Regions from separate parts of the Mus musculus genome. Here region 2 is linked to region 1. Evidence: chromatin contacts called from public ChIA-PET data. All regions are on one chromosome and are shown on one strand. Each heading gives the region's core, a stretch centred on a gene start, on an enhancer-like site or on the middle of the called end of the contact. The rest is flanking DNA. Distances are from core to core; before and after follow the strand shown. Region 1 holds the start of Anp32b (acidic (leucine-rich) nuclear phosphoprotein 32 family, member B). Region 2 overlaps Ncbp1 (nuclear cap binding protein subunit 1).

Region 1 (7,543 bases), core at 1,266-3,765:
CCCCAAATTTCCAGGTGTGATGGTACCAGTACTCAGGAGGCTAGGGCAGAGGGATAGCAAGTTAGAAGTCAGCATAGACTTCGTACTGCTTGAAAGACCCTGTCTCAAACAAATAAAAAACAAAAACCTGCAGCAATTTTCCCTTCAACTCCTCCAGTTTGGGGTTCAAAGTTTTTTCTAAATAAGCATCTACCAATGGCCTGGCTCCCTCTAAGTAGCTTGCCCTCCACATCCTCATACTCTTGGTGGCTATCTCAAAAGGACACTTACTCAAGGACCCTCTAATCTGCCAAGGTACAAAAAGGAGGTAGCGTGCCCTCCCAAGTCCGAGGACCAGGAGGGCAGGGGACACTCGTTTCCGCAGGTTTGTCGGGCCCTGCCATACTGTAAGCTGAAAACGCAATAAATCAGTGGTTCAAGAGAACAAGGGGGCCCAGTGCTTTCTCCATCAACCACTTGTTGCTTGTGGGCGCTTTAAAAGTGTAGTCCCTAATTCACGTCTAATTCCATGGCTCTGGCCAGACGTAGTCAAGAGGATTTAAGGTGAAAATGAGTACTCTACCTAAATTTAGTTACTTCCTACTCTATTGATTTTTGTGGCTGACTAGAGTGAAAAGCTCAAGGCATGAACTCATCGTTTCAAGTTCAAGGAAGAAGATGGTCTAACAACTCAATTTCCCAGCACGTGGTGGGCACAAAATGTCTGACGGAGGGATGGAAGGGACACGTGCCGGTGAAATGTTCAGGGCCCCGGGAACAGGGACACCACCCAATCAGTCCTCAGGGACCGCCCCACACTTCTGCGGGGCCGACCTCAAGGCCTGTGGCAGGCCTTTCCAAACACAAAGCCTCGGGCACGCCACCGCCACAAGTTCCCAACTTGTTAGCCATAGTCACCTGAGGGCGCCAGCCCAGGCCGCCTGTCCCGCTCGACCTCGTGGGCCCAGGGTCGAGCCCACGCGCGCCGCAGCGCACGAGAGCGGCGTCGGGCCCGCGGCCTGCGCACAGCCGGCCGCAGAGGCCGCCGCGTGGAGCACGTGCGGGGCCCAGGCCGCCCCAGCCCCGCGTCGGCCACCGTTGCCCTTTTAAGAAGGGGGAGGGCGCCCGCGAGGGGACGAGGCGGCGGTGGCCGAGCGCCGCGCTTCCAGTGCGCGCGGAGACGAGCCCCGCGGGGCGGGGGCAGCCCGGGGACCGACAGGCAGCGCGAGGGCGGCCGGCTCACCCGGCGGAGGAAGACGGCGCCCGCCAACATGGCGCTGTGGCGCGCCCCGGCTGGCGCGCGGAGCCGCCGGCCGCCCACACCGAGGGGCCGGCCTCCCTCTCGGGCAAGGCCCCGGGCGGCGGCGCGGGGGAGGGCGAAGCCACCGCGGCGGTGACGGTGCCGGGCCGGCTGGCCCGGGGAGCCCGCGTGGGCAAGGCCGAGGGCGAAGGCGAGCCGGGCAAAGGAGGGGCAAAGTTGGATTTTTTTAGGCTTGAAAAAATGGCGGGAAGCGCATCCTTTTTTCAAACTTGGCCTCGGGAGGGGCGGCGGTTGCGCCACCTCCGCCGCCAGGCCCGCCCCTCCCCCGTTCCGCGCCAGGCCGCGCCCGAGGGGGGCTCCGCGCCCCCCTCAGGGACCCGAACACCCTCCTCGGCGGCGAGGCCCTGTCGGCCGCGGGGCGCATGGAACCCGGCCCGGCCCCGCGGCGGGCCTGGCGGCGGCGCGGCGCCTCGGCAGGCCCGGCCTCCGCCCGGCCGCGCATCCCGGGAGGCTGCAAACATGGCTCCCAGCGTTACACAACCCCCGCGCCCGCCCTCGCCGCCGGCCACACGCGCGAGCGCTCCCTCCGGGAGAGGACCGGGCGGGCGAGCGGCTCAAAGTTTGCTTCTCCACCCGCCGTCCTCCCCGTGGCCGCGGGGGCCCGCGGGCGCCAAAGAGTTAAAGCCCGCGCGCTCGCTCCCCCCTCCGCGCCTTCCGCCCGCCTTCCCTGTCCCCGTCCGAGCTGCGAGCAGCGCCTTCCCCGCGCCGCGGCCGGAGCCCGGTGGCCCGCAGGTGGCCACCATTACTTGCAAGTCATCGGGGGGCGCGGGCGCCCGAGGGGTTCTGCTTACGGCTGCCGGGGTCCGGTTCCTCAGCTCCAGGTGGATCCTCCTCTTCATATCCATGTTCCCCTCGTCCCCCCTCTCCAAACTTAACTTTCCGCGGCGGGGGCGGAGGGGGGAGAGGCGACCCGGCCTGCGCGGCGAGGGCCGTCGGAGGGAGGCGGCTGGAGGAGGCGGCGGCGTGGTCCCCGGGCGGCGTGCGGGCGTGCGGGCGAGCGGAGCCCCCGGAGCCAAGTTACTCGCGGGAGCGGAGAGAAACCATGGAGGGAAAAGGGGGCTGGAGCGCGGCTCTGGCCTCACTACCGCCGCCCCCGGCCAAGGCCCCGCACTGCGCTTAAACCGGCGACGCGACGCGGCGGCTGCTCGGCTCCACTCGGCCCTGCGCGGCGCCGCTCGGCTCGGGAGCCCGGGCTGCAGCGCGGACTTGGGAGGCGCACGGAGGGCGGGGCGGGACCCGCCTTAAGCTCAGCCCGGACTGCGGCGCCGCCTCCCGGGTCGCGCGCGCCTCCTGGCCCTCGGGTCGCACGTGGGCTGGCTGATGTAAGACCTTCCGGTGCCGGGACCCCCGCCCCCACCCCCACCGGCACCCGCGCTCTCCTGGAGGTCGACGGGCAGGCTCAGCCTCGCGCCTTCTTCCGGGCTCTCCCGGACCCAATTTCGCCTGAGCCTTCGGGCGCCCTCAGAGGCTGTGGCTTTGGGGTTCACCCTGTTCCTCCCAGTTTTGAGGCCCATAGCCCGACCTCGCTGCCTTTAGGTCCAGTGATGTTAGAAGTGCCATCGAGGACCCTGGTGAGGCTGTGCTCGCTTCCCCGCCGTGTTGTACTAAAACATCAGCAGGGGCAGGCAGCTCCAGCCTCTTGCCCAAGCCACGCCGCATCTGAGCATCCCCAGTTCAGGAAACTTTCCCCTTGGCACGTGTTTGTTTTTAAAAATAAAAAATTTAATATACTTTAGAACTTTATCAGTACTTAAACTACAAACTAGCCAAGGAGACAGAAAACAACTATACATAAACACTGTTTTTAAACATGTGAGCCACTAGTGAAGGAAACCATTAGTAATTTTAATGACGCCTCAGTCCCCACCTTCTGACTTTTATCTCTTGGGGCACCCGTGGAAGATGTATACATTCTTGGTCACCATTAAGTTGAGTCCTGGGTTGGCAGCCTTTGTCAAAGTCTAATTTTAAGGGTCCCTGGATTTAAAGCACACGGCGTTGTGTTAAATGAGGAGCCTACCTCTGATATTAACCAGAGGCACTAAAGATTACTGTTTACTGGAGAAAAACATCATCTAGGTATTACCCTAAGATTTTAGTGCAAGAAGCCTCTTCCTATCATCCCATTTTGCCTTAGAGGCCCAAACTTTTAAATGATTATATATCAGATTCAGAAATAATAATTCAAGAGAAAAGAAGATGTGTAGGTTATGGGGGAAAGGTGAATAGTTATAGGTGTAGATTCACTCATAATTCCGTGGTAGTCTGGAAGGCTAAGACAGGAGAATGTGGGGAAAGGAAGGGAGTGCTGTGCTCCTTGTCACAAAAGATCTCCAACTATTACCTGATAGGCTTCACTGAGCTATGCAAAAAGCTTTTCAAAAAAAAAAAAAAAAAATCTACTGAAGCGCTTCCATAATCAATCACCGAGCATTGGCTTTTAAGAGCTTGCGCTGTTATGTCCCATTTAACTTTCAGGCAACCCCTATGAAGTTGGTGATATCTTAATTGAAAAAAAATGAGGAATTAAGGTTTAATCATCACCAGTAGCCCAACAAAGTTAAGCTTTATAGGTCTGGTTCAAATCTGCCATATTTTTGCTCCACCCTGGTCTAGAGTGAGTCACCGTTGGGGACTCTTACTTTGGTACACTGGATGGAAAACAGTTGAGGGCCCTATGAGAACAGGTAGCCCACAGGTGGTGTCATGTGCTGTTGGTGGCAGGTATGGTCTGCGAGAGAGGAGTAGTCTGGTAACTCCCAAGGATGGTGGGATTGATCCTAGCTAGTATGTTGAGACTGTTATCTTTCCCATGGTAAACAGTCTACAGGATGAATGTATGTTTAATAAGATTAAGCTACAGAGTAGTTAATAAGCACAGCCACAGCATGCAACAACAACAAAAAAGAAGGCCAGAGAGTCAGAGGAAGAGCGACTACAGACAGGGCACTGTGCCTTCCTGCACAGTCGGTGCTGGCATGCACCTCTGAACAAAGAGCATGTGTCCCAGTGACATGCTGCTTTGTCAGGGGCTTCACTGCCAGAGGCATAAATAACACAGGCAGCACAGGGTGTGTCTCATCGCCCTACCAACGTCTACAGGACTCTCAGTCCAAGGGCCTGAAGGGGCTGTTGTCACAGGGCCTGGTGTTAAATATTGCTGTGCTTAATGTCACTGTCACTAATGGATCTGTGTGAGGAAGAGGGACAGTATGCAGTCGTATCCAACCTGCAGTCGTCCATGAGTTCATGGTTTGAGCTATAGTTGGAAGGAAGTGCGGGACAGTGAGGACATTCTGGTCTGTCAGGGGCGGCTGTGCAAGTGGGTCTCCTTCCTGCCACTTCCTCCATGCTAATGCCCACGCACAGGACACAGTAAGGCTGACACTGTCAGGCTGGGCACTTCTTTATCTTAAAGCCACCTGTGCATCAGAATGTGTGTGAATTCCAGCAAACTCAAAAACGTTGGAGAGCAATACTGAGACTTGGTAACTTTTTGGACCTGTTCCTCACTTCAGATTGGCAGATAACCCAAGCCTACCTTCTACAAACACTGGGAGGAAACAGCACCATTCAGGGCTGACAAGAGGGCCAAAATGGTAGAAGGCGCGACCTGAATCCTCACAGGTTGTTCTCTGACCTCCACACACATGCTCTGCTGCACCCATGTGCATTCAGACTCACACCCTCACACACACACACTAACGTGCAATAAAGTTGTTAGAGAAGTCATTACTCTCTAAATACCAAATACCTCTATGTCCCCCATGCACATTAGGTAAGAACAAGGCTCCCATCCCCCTCTTTTTGTCATATTTTGGGTTTCATGTAGCCATGGCTGGCCTCAAACTCACTATACAGCCTAGGATGATCCTAAATTGCAGATCTTCCTGCTTCTATCTCTCACACGTTGAGCTCACAGGTGTGTCTCCCCTTATTCCTACCACACAGTGTAGGACAAAAGATAACTGTGAGAAGATCACACTTCCATGTACCCAGTTAGAGGTCGGTGGTAACAAGAAGTAATTCATGGGGATCGAACTCAGGGCCTGTGGAGGAGCAGTCGATGCTCTCAGTTCCTGAGCCCAGTGGTGGCACACGCCTTTAATCCCAGCACATAGGAGGCAGAGGCAGGCAGATTTCTGAGTTTGAGGCCAGCCTGGTCTACAGAGTAATTGCCAGGACAGCCAGGCCTACACAGAGAAACTTTGTCTCGAAAAACCAAAAAAAGAAAAAAGAAAAGAGGTCGGTAGTAGAGCCTAGCATGTATGTGGCCTGGGTTTAATCCCCAAAATCTCACTGGAAAAAGGAGGGAGGGAGGGGAAAGGGAAAGGGGCAGGAGGGTGGGAATAACAGCTACACACTTCCAGATACTTATGGTGAGGAGGAGCTTGGGGGCCAACTTCAGAGCATAGCAGTTCCTTTGCAATGTGTAAATGTGCATGTTGCAATTGATGTGGGATGTACTAAGAGCTAGGCAGCTTAGGCTGTGAGAAAAGGGAACACAAACAGGTGTTAAGAACTAGTCTGAAGCCAGCCTGGTCTAAGAGCACGTTTTAAGACAGCCAGGGCTACACAGGAGAAAGCCTGTCTTGAAAAACAGAGCCACCTCTCCCACCCATCTCTCCATATCTCTGTCTCTGTGTGTGTGTGTGTGTGTGTGTGTGTGTGTGTGTGTGTGTGTAGAGAGAGAGAGAGAGACAGACAGACAGACAGACAGACAGACGGATGGATGGATAGACAGAAAGAGAGAGAGAGAGAGAGAGAGAGAGATCCTATTACTTACCAAAAGGTAAAAACATAAGAGGGAGGGTGGCCAAAGTACAGAACAGACAGCCTCATCCCACTCTAGGGCCCTCGTAGAGGGAAGCAGGTTCCTTTCTGGAGAGTGAAGTCTAATGAGTAAGTGCTGTCCTTGTAGTGGAGACATTTGCACACATTGCTCCTCTGTCCCAGCTACAGATCCCTGAGACCTTTTGCTTTTTGTGGGGCTTGGGAAATGGGTGGTGAAGCCAAGTGGGTTTGCTGGCAGCTGTTAGAGGCCAGATCTCTCTGTTGTTGAGGGTTCACTGTGGTTATTATTATCACTTTGATCCACGAGTCCTCACACCTATTTCTGAAAAATCGTGTCATCCCCATTCCCCCTTTAAAACTTACATAAAGTTATGCATAATAGCACATCTCTCTAATTCCAGGGGCAGGTTACAGACCAAGCCATTTCAAGGCCATACAGGTTTACATAGTGAGACTCTGTCACCAAAACCAAAGAAACTTAACCTGGTGGTGCACAATTTTAAAGTCCAGCACTCTGGAGGAAGAGGCAGGCAGGTAGAACTCAGTGAATTTAAGACCGGCTCTACTCTACATAGCATGTTCCAGACCATCCAGGACTACACAGTGAAACACTGTCTAAATAAATAATAATGTATTTATATTTTATTGTATATGTCTATATGTATAAGGGGTAAAAGCAAAAATTAAAAACAAAAATCAGCCAGGCCAGGCAGTGGTAGCATCTGACTTTAATCCCAGCACTTGAGAGGCAGAGGCAGAGGCAATCTCTGGGAGTTCCAGGCCAGCCTGGTCTACAGAGCAAGTTCACACACACACACACACACACACACACACACACACACACACACGAGAGAGAGAGAGAGAGAGAGAGAGAGAGAGAGGATCGAGAGAGAGAGAGAGAGAGAGAGGATCATCAGCTATGTATAAAGAGGCCTGCGCTTGTACTCTGAGCACTAGAGAAGCAGAGGCAGGAGAATACCAAGTGTTACAGCCTGGACGATTTTAGTAAAACTATCCACCAAAACCAACAGAGTTGGATGTGGTGGTGGCCTTTAATCCTAACTCTCCAGAGGCAGAAGCAGGAGGATCTCTGTGAGTTCCAGGATGGTCTACATAGAGAGTTCAAGCATAACCAGAGCTACACAGAGAAACCCTAGCTCTAAAATGCAACAAACAAACAAAAAAACTCACCCTGATCTCCCTTCCTGCCATTCCGAGGAATCAGAGTTACAGGGAAGGGAGGATTCCAGCAAGGCGGATCCCATCACCAGCTGTATGCCTTTGGACAAACAAACCTCTGAGTCTCAGGTTACCTGTAAAAAAAATTTATTTTGTACATACAATATTTCACACTTATTACTTTGTTTTGTATGTATGGGTGGCCATGTTCCTGCCACAGTTAGAGTCCATTCTACTTAGATTTTCAGACTTGGTGGCATCACCACCACA
Region 2 (7,543 bases), core at 3,432-5,931, 300 kb after region 1:
TCACCAGCTGGGCAGCGCTGTAAAAAGTGATGTAAGTTAGTAAGTCTACAAAGGTACATGAAACCCAACAGGCCTAAATATAGTGAACTGAGATGAAAAAATTCTCCGCTGTAATGTTCTAGTTATTTATTAACATGGCGTGAATTGTCTTACACACAAAATGGAAACAAAGTAATAATACCAGCACCTTCCAATCTACTGACCTAGGTGCTCCACTCCTAAATACATTTCTCCTCAAAGTCTAAGCCAAAACTTTCCAGCCCTATGAAAATTTATTAACACTTAGGTTTCTAAATGCTAGAAAACAGAAAAACAAAAACAAAAACAGATATAGTATGCTTTAATTTCCACACATCCAAATAAAACCAGCCTACTCTTCAATTGTAGCTTATTTGGTGTGTGTGGGTGTGTGTGTAGGACTGTTCAGAGGTCAAGAGTCCTGTCTTCTGCAAGTGCTTCTCACTACATCTGGGCTTCAGGGACTGGAGAGATGGCTCAGCAGTTAAGAGGACTGGCTGCTCTTCCAGAGGACCCAGGCTCCACTCCAGCACCCACTTGGCAGCTCACAACGGTCTGTAACCCCATTTCCAGATGATTCAAAGCTCTCTTATGGCCTTTGAGAGCACCGGATGCACATCTGGTATACAGCTATACATGCATGGAAAATACCCATACACATAGAAAAATATTTCAAACAAAATACCTGGGGTGCGCAGGCTGGCCTGACTGGTGGGACAGCAGCCTCTGGGGACACTCCTGCATCAGTGTTTCCAGAACTGAGCTAACGCTGAGTGCCCACACCTGACTGTTACGTGGGTACCTCAACGCTGGGCCTCATGCTTGCTAGGCTATCTCAACACATAGTCTATTCTTATGAAAGAACCACGGTGCCTTCCTACCCCCTTTAGAGTACTGCAGAGGGACCTTACCAAGTCTTCCTTTCCTTCCAGTAGGACTTGATGATGCAGTGAAGATTCTCCTCGATGACAAACCTCTCCACCGAATGGCTCCCTGGCATAACAGGGCCCTGGAAAAAAGATCAAGTGTACTCACACGCACAACCACAAAACAGATTTCTTTCATTTATTCAATAAACACTTGCGACTGTTGTGCTAAATAACTACCACAGATCGAGTGTATAGTGCTCCTGAGATATCTGTAATGACACCAGAACCATTTTACAATTTTATTTAAAAAGCTCCATCACTGTCTGTATGTCGTCCATCTATCATCTATCCATGCATTGTGTATGGGTGTGTGCCATGGTGCTCTGGTGGAGAGCAGAGAACACTTGTGGGTAACTGGCTCTCTTTCCTATGGGGGTCTGGCAACAATGATGGAGCTCTGGGGTCAGGTTTCATGGCCCATGCTTTTATCCACGGAAGCATCACCCACTCTCTAAATTTAATAAACACTTGTAAAAGACACTATCAAAGTAACAAGAGTATGTTATTTTGAGGTAACTGTTTTGGAGTATTTATACTGTGACAGAGGAAGGACAGGCAGTGTACAGCAACAGAAGGAAATGTAATTAGCACAGGAGAAATACATACTGAGGTCAAATTCTTGTTTCCTTCACCTCAACTAGTAATTAACTGATCACAAAGACTAAATGGCATGAATATAAACTAGATTTTTCAGTTGATAAACCTAATTAGGTCATCATATAATTTTGAATCAAAGTGCTTTCTTATTATTTAATATAGCAGACTTGGCAATCAAGTCCCCCAGCATTCAGGGGAGGCATTAAACTGATCTGTGTGAGGTTAAATGATCCTGACCCAGCCCTTCCCGCTACTGCTTCAGGCTGATCCAGGGAGAAGTTGGCTGTGAGCTTCGGAAGGAGGCATTTGGAATCTCGGCTCTATATTTGTTTGTATTCTTTTCTTTAAAAAAAAATTAAGAAAAATAAACAACAACAAAATCAAAACCAAACCAAACCAAAGGTCCTGTGTAGTGGCACGTCTTACAAAGACAGCTGGTTTTGATTACATATACTTGATATTTCACTTGTGCCAACAACACAGACTTGAAAGTGCCCCTCTTGGAATACCTTTGTTCTCCAAGAATTTGGTGCATGAAACTCATGTGACACAGGTCACCAGAGAAGCAGAGCCAGGCCCAGCACCTTATGGTACACAGGCTGCTCGTTCACAAACCCGCACCCTGACAAGCCTACTGGGCTGGGGCTGAGGCTGATCTGCCACATGCGAGCAGGGCGGAGCACGCAGCAGGTCTGCTACCTTAAGCTTCTCTCCAGAAACAATCTAGTAGTCACCTGCTTGCTGCCTGCTCCCAAGGCAGACATACACACTGAGATACAAATAATGAGTATGTGCGTAAATATTAATTTTTAAATCAAATATCACAAAAAATCTTGTTTTTCTATTAAAGAGTTGCCAACAATTTAGCGTCATAATAAAAAACATAAAAAGTATTGTAAAACTAGAATGTTAACTTGGAGGCTGATGAAAATACTTTTAAAAATTGTACAATACGAATAGTGTAAACTGAGTTGTTTAAAAATATTGACAATTTAGAAAAGGAAGCTTTTTTCTTTTTTTAATATTAACAATAGCTAAATAGGACTGAGATGTAGCTTGGTCAGTAGCTTGCTTAGCATGCACGAAGCCCTGGGTTCAATTCTTAGCAACAAGTAAGACTGGGTGTGGTGGGGAATGTTTGTAATCGGCAGAGGCAGAGGCAGAGAGGCAGAGGCAGAGGCAAGGTCACAAGTTAAAGACCATCCTCAAGTGCAATAGCAAACACAATGCTATGAGGGACCCTTTCTCAGGGGAAAAGCTGAAACAGGCAGCACAATGGTTCACGAGTACTGTCTCAGAATTCAAGAGGCCAAGGCAGGAGGATAGTCACAATGAAGACGGACTGGGCTGCAGAGAGACATACACTAAACGTTGACTAAACATGGTGCCCGGGAGATGGCTCAGTGGAAGCACCCCCAGACCAGGTGGCATGTACCTCTATCCCCAGCATTGTGGGAACCTCAAGATAGGGAGATTTGTAGGGCTTAGGAGCCATTCAGTGTAGCTACAATGGTGGGCTCCAGGTTCTTTGAAAGACCTTGCCAACCCATCCCGCAAAGGCGAAGAGCAATGACTGGCAGCTGGAGCCAACCTCTGGCTACCCCAAGCACACAACACACCCCTACCCTACAGCTAAAACTGAGCCCTCACTAGAAGAGTCATTGTTCAAGGTATCTTACATGTGATAATAATTTAACCTGCCTAGAGATACAAGGACAAGGCAAAAGAAGGAAATTACTCCCATGTGGGCCCAGGTAGTATTTGCATGAAAATGCTAGCTAACTTGACTCTCAACTTAACCCTCTAGACTGTTAAAACAATGAGATATAAGTTTGCTGAATTAAAACACTAAATTGATTTCCAATCTTCTTATGTTACAAAAACAAAAACAAAAACCTGAAGTTTCAAAGGTAATTTCAGAGCTGGGCAAAGTGGTACAAGTCTGTAATCCCAGCTCCTGAAAGGCTGAGATCCGAGAATTTGTAAACTCAAAGCCAATCTGGATTCCAGAGAAAGAACCCTGTCTCAAAATATTAGTCAAAGGAAACGAAGTCACAAGTGCAGCTTCAGGCCAGGCTTTCCCTGGAGGTGTCCGGCACTCACGTACTTCTGGGTCGTCTGTGTAGTCAAACATCCTGAAGATGACCCTGGGCATCGGGTACACGGAGTCCTCTGTGTGGGGCGGCGGTGTGAAAGGAGGCAGGTTGTGCTGCAGAGCTTCACAGAGGATGCTGTCAAAGGCAAGGTAGGGTCTTAGGATGTGCCTCTCCTGCCACCGGTCTTTTTTCAATTTCTGAATCTGGGCCCACAGGCAATCTAAATACTAAAAAGAGATTTTAATGTTTAATAGATACATTTTGGCTAAACAATACAGAAAAGCCTACCATCTAATGCACAGCAAAGTGAACTAGTTTAGTATTTCATACAGTAGTAAGGAATGGTATTAAGTTTCTGTTTTTATTTAAAATCTTAAATTACATTAATGTGCACACACTTGCTACAGAGTCACATGTAGGTCAGAGGACAGCTCCTGTCAGGTGTTGCTCTCCCTTTGTAGTCCCCAGCTCTATCTCAGGCCACCCTCAACCTACTGAGCAGACTCACTCTCCTGTAGCCCCCAGCTCTCTCTCGGGCCGTCCTCAACTACTGAGCAGGCCCACTGTCCTTTCTACTGAAGCAGTTTGTTTTCAGAAGCACACCTGGAGTTGTTACTTGAGTATTTCGATATAAAACTTGTCAAGTCTTTGGAAATTGGTATTCTAAAAAGCAAGGGGCTGTTTCAATTACATTCTAACATCTACTAACTAGCCCCTCTATGCTTCAGACTCTGAGGAAATGAACTCCTTGCTCAAGTATTTAGAAACCCAGCTAAGACGTACAAGTACAACAGGCTGAACATTGTCTGAGGTTGTAGTTTTACTCATTTGTGCAGCACACAATCCACAGAGCACATACGAGCTCAGAGGAAAACCTTTAGGAATCAGGTTCCTTCTTCCACAGTGTGGGTCCTGGGAACCCAGTGCCGGGCCAGGTTGGCGGCAGCACCTTGACCCACCGAGCCATGTCACTGACTCAGTTTAAGCACGTTACAGAGGTAAGAATCTACTCAAGAACTAGGTTTACATTACAAGATGGAAATCAGTTCACCTCTTCCTGTGGATGTGGTTTGTCGGCAGTCCAGACTTGTAACATGGGCACGTGAGTCTTCTGGCGTCTTCTAAAGATAAAAGGAAAGTCTACACTTAGGATTTAAAACGTAAAAGCCATTCAATGGTTCTCGTGATTGACTAAAACAATGAAAAACATTTCTGTCCATCAGATCAGCAGATTAACATTTTTGATAATGGCTTACAGATCATCAGGATATAGGTATTTCTGTATCTCAAACACTGATGGCAAATCTGACGATGTCTGTCAAAATCTCAACTGTTCTGAATGTTTACCCAACAATGTCATTTCCATGAATTCATATCCCCATAAATACAGCTGCAAATATATGTGCACACATATACACAAGAATATTCCCATCTTGTTTATCGTACCAGGAACCTGCACAGAATAAATATCCACATAGTGTGGACTAATAAAGAGAAATTATGTCCTATTTCAAAAAAATAATAATAATACTGTTAATAAACCCAATCAGATGGAACCATGTGCTTTTATATAACTGCAAAGAAAAAAGCATGGAAATAAGTGCATATGCATGCAAGTAAGTGTTCACACACTGTGTTACTGACATCTGTGTAAGATCAGCATGTGTCTCCACAGTCACATTTACATGCACACAGATATGTAAAAAAAGTCTTTAGATGTCATGTTCATTTGCACCAAACAAAGCAATGTTAACGGTATTCAAAGAAGTATGACAGAAGTCGGTCTATGGAAGCCGAAGGAGCTCAGGGCCATTCACTGTCTAATGACATAATTGGTGTGAACTAACTAGGGACGCTCACTAATAAGGCCCATTGTTTGATTGGACCTAATAAAATAAAGCTTGTTTTTCACACTGGCCTGGGGAAGGGCTTGGCTTAGAATTAACATGTATGAAATAAAACTGTGCCAGGGCAGTGCTCCTATTCAGAACACATCAGTAACATGTCTGAACTTCTGCCAGTCAACTCAGTAGCCTAGCAGAGGGGTAACTTTGAGCCACAGGTGACTCTGAGCTTACGAACACTAGAACTCTAGCTAGAGGAGCTGTTATACTGCAGTGTTCTATCATGACCATATGAAAACAGCTTAAAAGACTCGTTACCAACTTGTCGCTCTAACAAAGTACTGAGGTCTTAGTGAGTTATGGCAGCAGGAGAATGAAATTAAATGAACATTTTCTATAACCTGATGGTTCTGTTTTGTTTTTTAAAAGTGGAAATGAAGTGGTGTTATTGCCAACAGAGAACTTAAGGCATTTATTGCATCAACAGGACATCTTCATGCAAACAAGGAAGCACGGGCGAGCGAGGCCTTACTTGAGATAGCTTTCAGTGGTGGAGAAGATTCGGTCCATTTCTGCATCTTTTTTTTCATACAACTCCTTTCCAACCCAGGGCAAGGATGACAGAAACGCATACACATACCAATCCCGTCGCACCTGAACAAGTTTAAAAGGGCAATTAAAAAAAAAATACATGCTAGTCAATTTTATTTATTAACTATTCTTTCCATGGTTAGATGGTAGGCAAGCATTCTATAACTGAGCCACACAGCTCCCCCCATCTTTTTTATTCATAAATGCAATACTGGGGAGACTTTTTAATAGGGCTTAAATAAAATATCTGGCTAACAAGAATTATATATATATATGATTTTCTTTATATTTCAAATGTTTTCCTCTTTCCAGGTCTCCCCTTCGGAACCCCCGTCCCATCCTCTCCCCTGCCTCTATGAGGGTGTTCCCCACTCACCCACCCTTCCCTCCCTGGCATTCCCCTACACTGGGGCATCGAACACCCTCAGGCCCAAGGGCCTCTCCTCCCACTGATGTCCAACAAGGCCATCCTCTGCCACATATACGGCTGGAGCCATGGGTCCCTCCACGTGTATTCTTTGGTTGGCCAAATATATATTTCTAATCTTATTAAAATCATTTGAATTAACACAAAGATATCAACTAAGCCAGCTGCCTTGCCCTTAAGATATTAAGCATTACAGTGTGATGATGTTATTGCATTTCATTTACTGCTGTTATCAGTGGGGAAAACAAAAACAAAAAGGCTAGCAGCAGCGCTGCAGAGAAAAGAGTCAATACAAAGGTGCTTACTTGAGGCACATCTTCTTCCTGAGTTACACTTACAAAATTCTCAAACATAGCAACCATAGACGGGGCAGCGATCACATGACAATTCACAAGATCAGACAGAAAACGGACCTGTGAGGGTAAAGGATATTTGCATTACACCCAAGAGTCTTTAATAACAGTTAGAAAATAAACAGCCTTTATCAGCCTACAAAACTACAACCCAGACAGGTATTTAGCTTACTATCTTGTTGTTTGTGTAACCTGTCAGCTAAGGAGTCTTTAAATTTAAGGCTTAAGACAATAGTTACACAAAATGGCATGAATTCAGATTTCAGTGCCCATAATCACACTTGCAGTGGAGGACAGCTCATGCCCATTAGTATACCTGGCCACGCTACAGTAAGCACCCAGACATCCAAATACTCTAGTAACTCCATGCTACTCAAGTAGATTGGTCTTTCTATTTGGCTAGAATAATTTTTGCTGAAATGTAGAAATGCAAGCTTTAAGTAAAAGATTTGTTGGGTGTCCAGTGTGTGCTAGGCTAAGTAAACAGTATTCAGGTACTGTTTTAGGGAACTCAGCCTACTTGGGACAAACATACTCTAAACAGAAAGGGACAACTAACTCCTGCACTAAAAGGTAAATTACAAAGTGCCCTTGGGGGACACCAGGGACAATAAAAAAGAACAATAAGGAAAAAAAGGGCAAAGATATAAAGGGTGAGGAAAGCTCTCAGGAGGGACAGGAAAGGCAA

The links. ChIA-PET counts read pairs in DNA pulled down with a chosen protein or histone mark.
Region 2: a contact with region 1 is called in an RNA polymerase II ChIA-PET map of memory CD8 T cells, with 13 read pairs. The contact joins the enhancer-like site here to the promoter of Anp32b in region 1. A contact is called at or near these places in 14 of 39 promoter capture datasets (3T3-L1-derived adipocytes, the C10 cell line, the HPC-7 cell line and 9 more), 5 of 484 Hi-C or Micro-C datasets (CD4 T cells, the P5424 cell line, cortical neurons and 2 more), 2 of 115 datasets of contacts at active chromatin or transcription factors (effector CD8 T cells and memory CD8 T cells) and 2 of 9 other capture datasets (adipose tissue and pancreatic islet).

What each region holds. Positions count from the first base shown.
Region 1 is chr4:46,445,898-46,453,440 of GRCm38.p6, reverse strand. It overlaps Anp32b (acidic (leucine-rich) nuclear phosphoprotein 32 family, member B), which reads right to left and starts at 2,515. Exons shown (of 7, transcript NM_130889.3): 1 at 2,092-2,515. The coding sequence starts at 2,145.
Region 2 is chr4:46,149,234-46,156,776 of GRCm38.p6, reverse strand. It overlaps Ncbp1 (nuclear cap binding protein subunit 1), which reads right to left. Exons shown (of 23, transcript NM_001033201.3): 5 at 6,808-6,915; 6 at 6,017-6,138; 7 at 4,692-4,761; 8 at 3,652-3,867; 9 at 930-1,027; 10 at 1-17. Among named protein-coding and RNA genes, the nearest start is that of Ncbp1, 14 kb to the right of the region's middle. Within about 2 kb of position 4,681, at least 21 of the 459 cell types and tissues checked have an H3K27ac peak or open chromatin away from gene starts, as enhancers often do. A contact at or near this core is called in effector CD8 T cells and memory CD8 T cells, where this site is marked.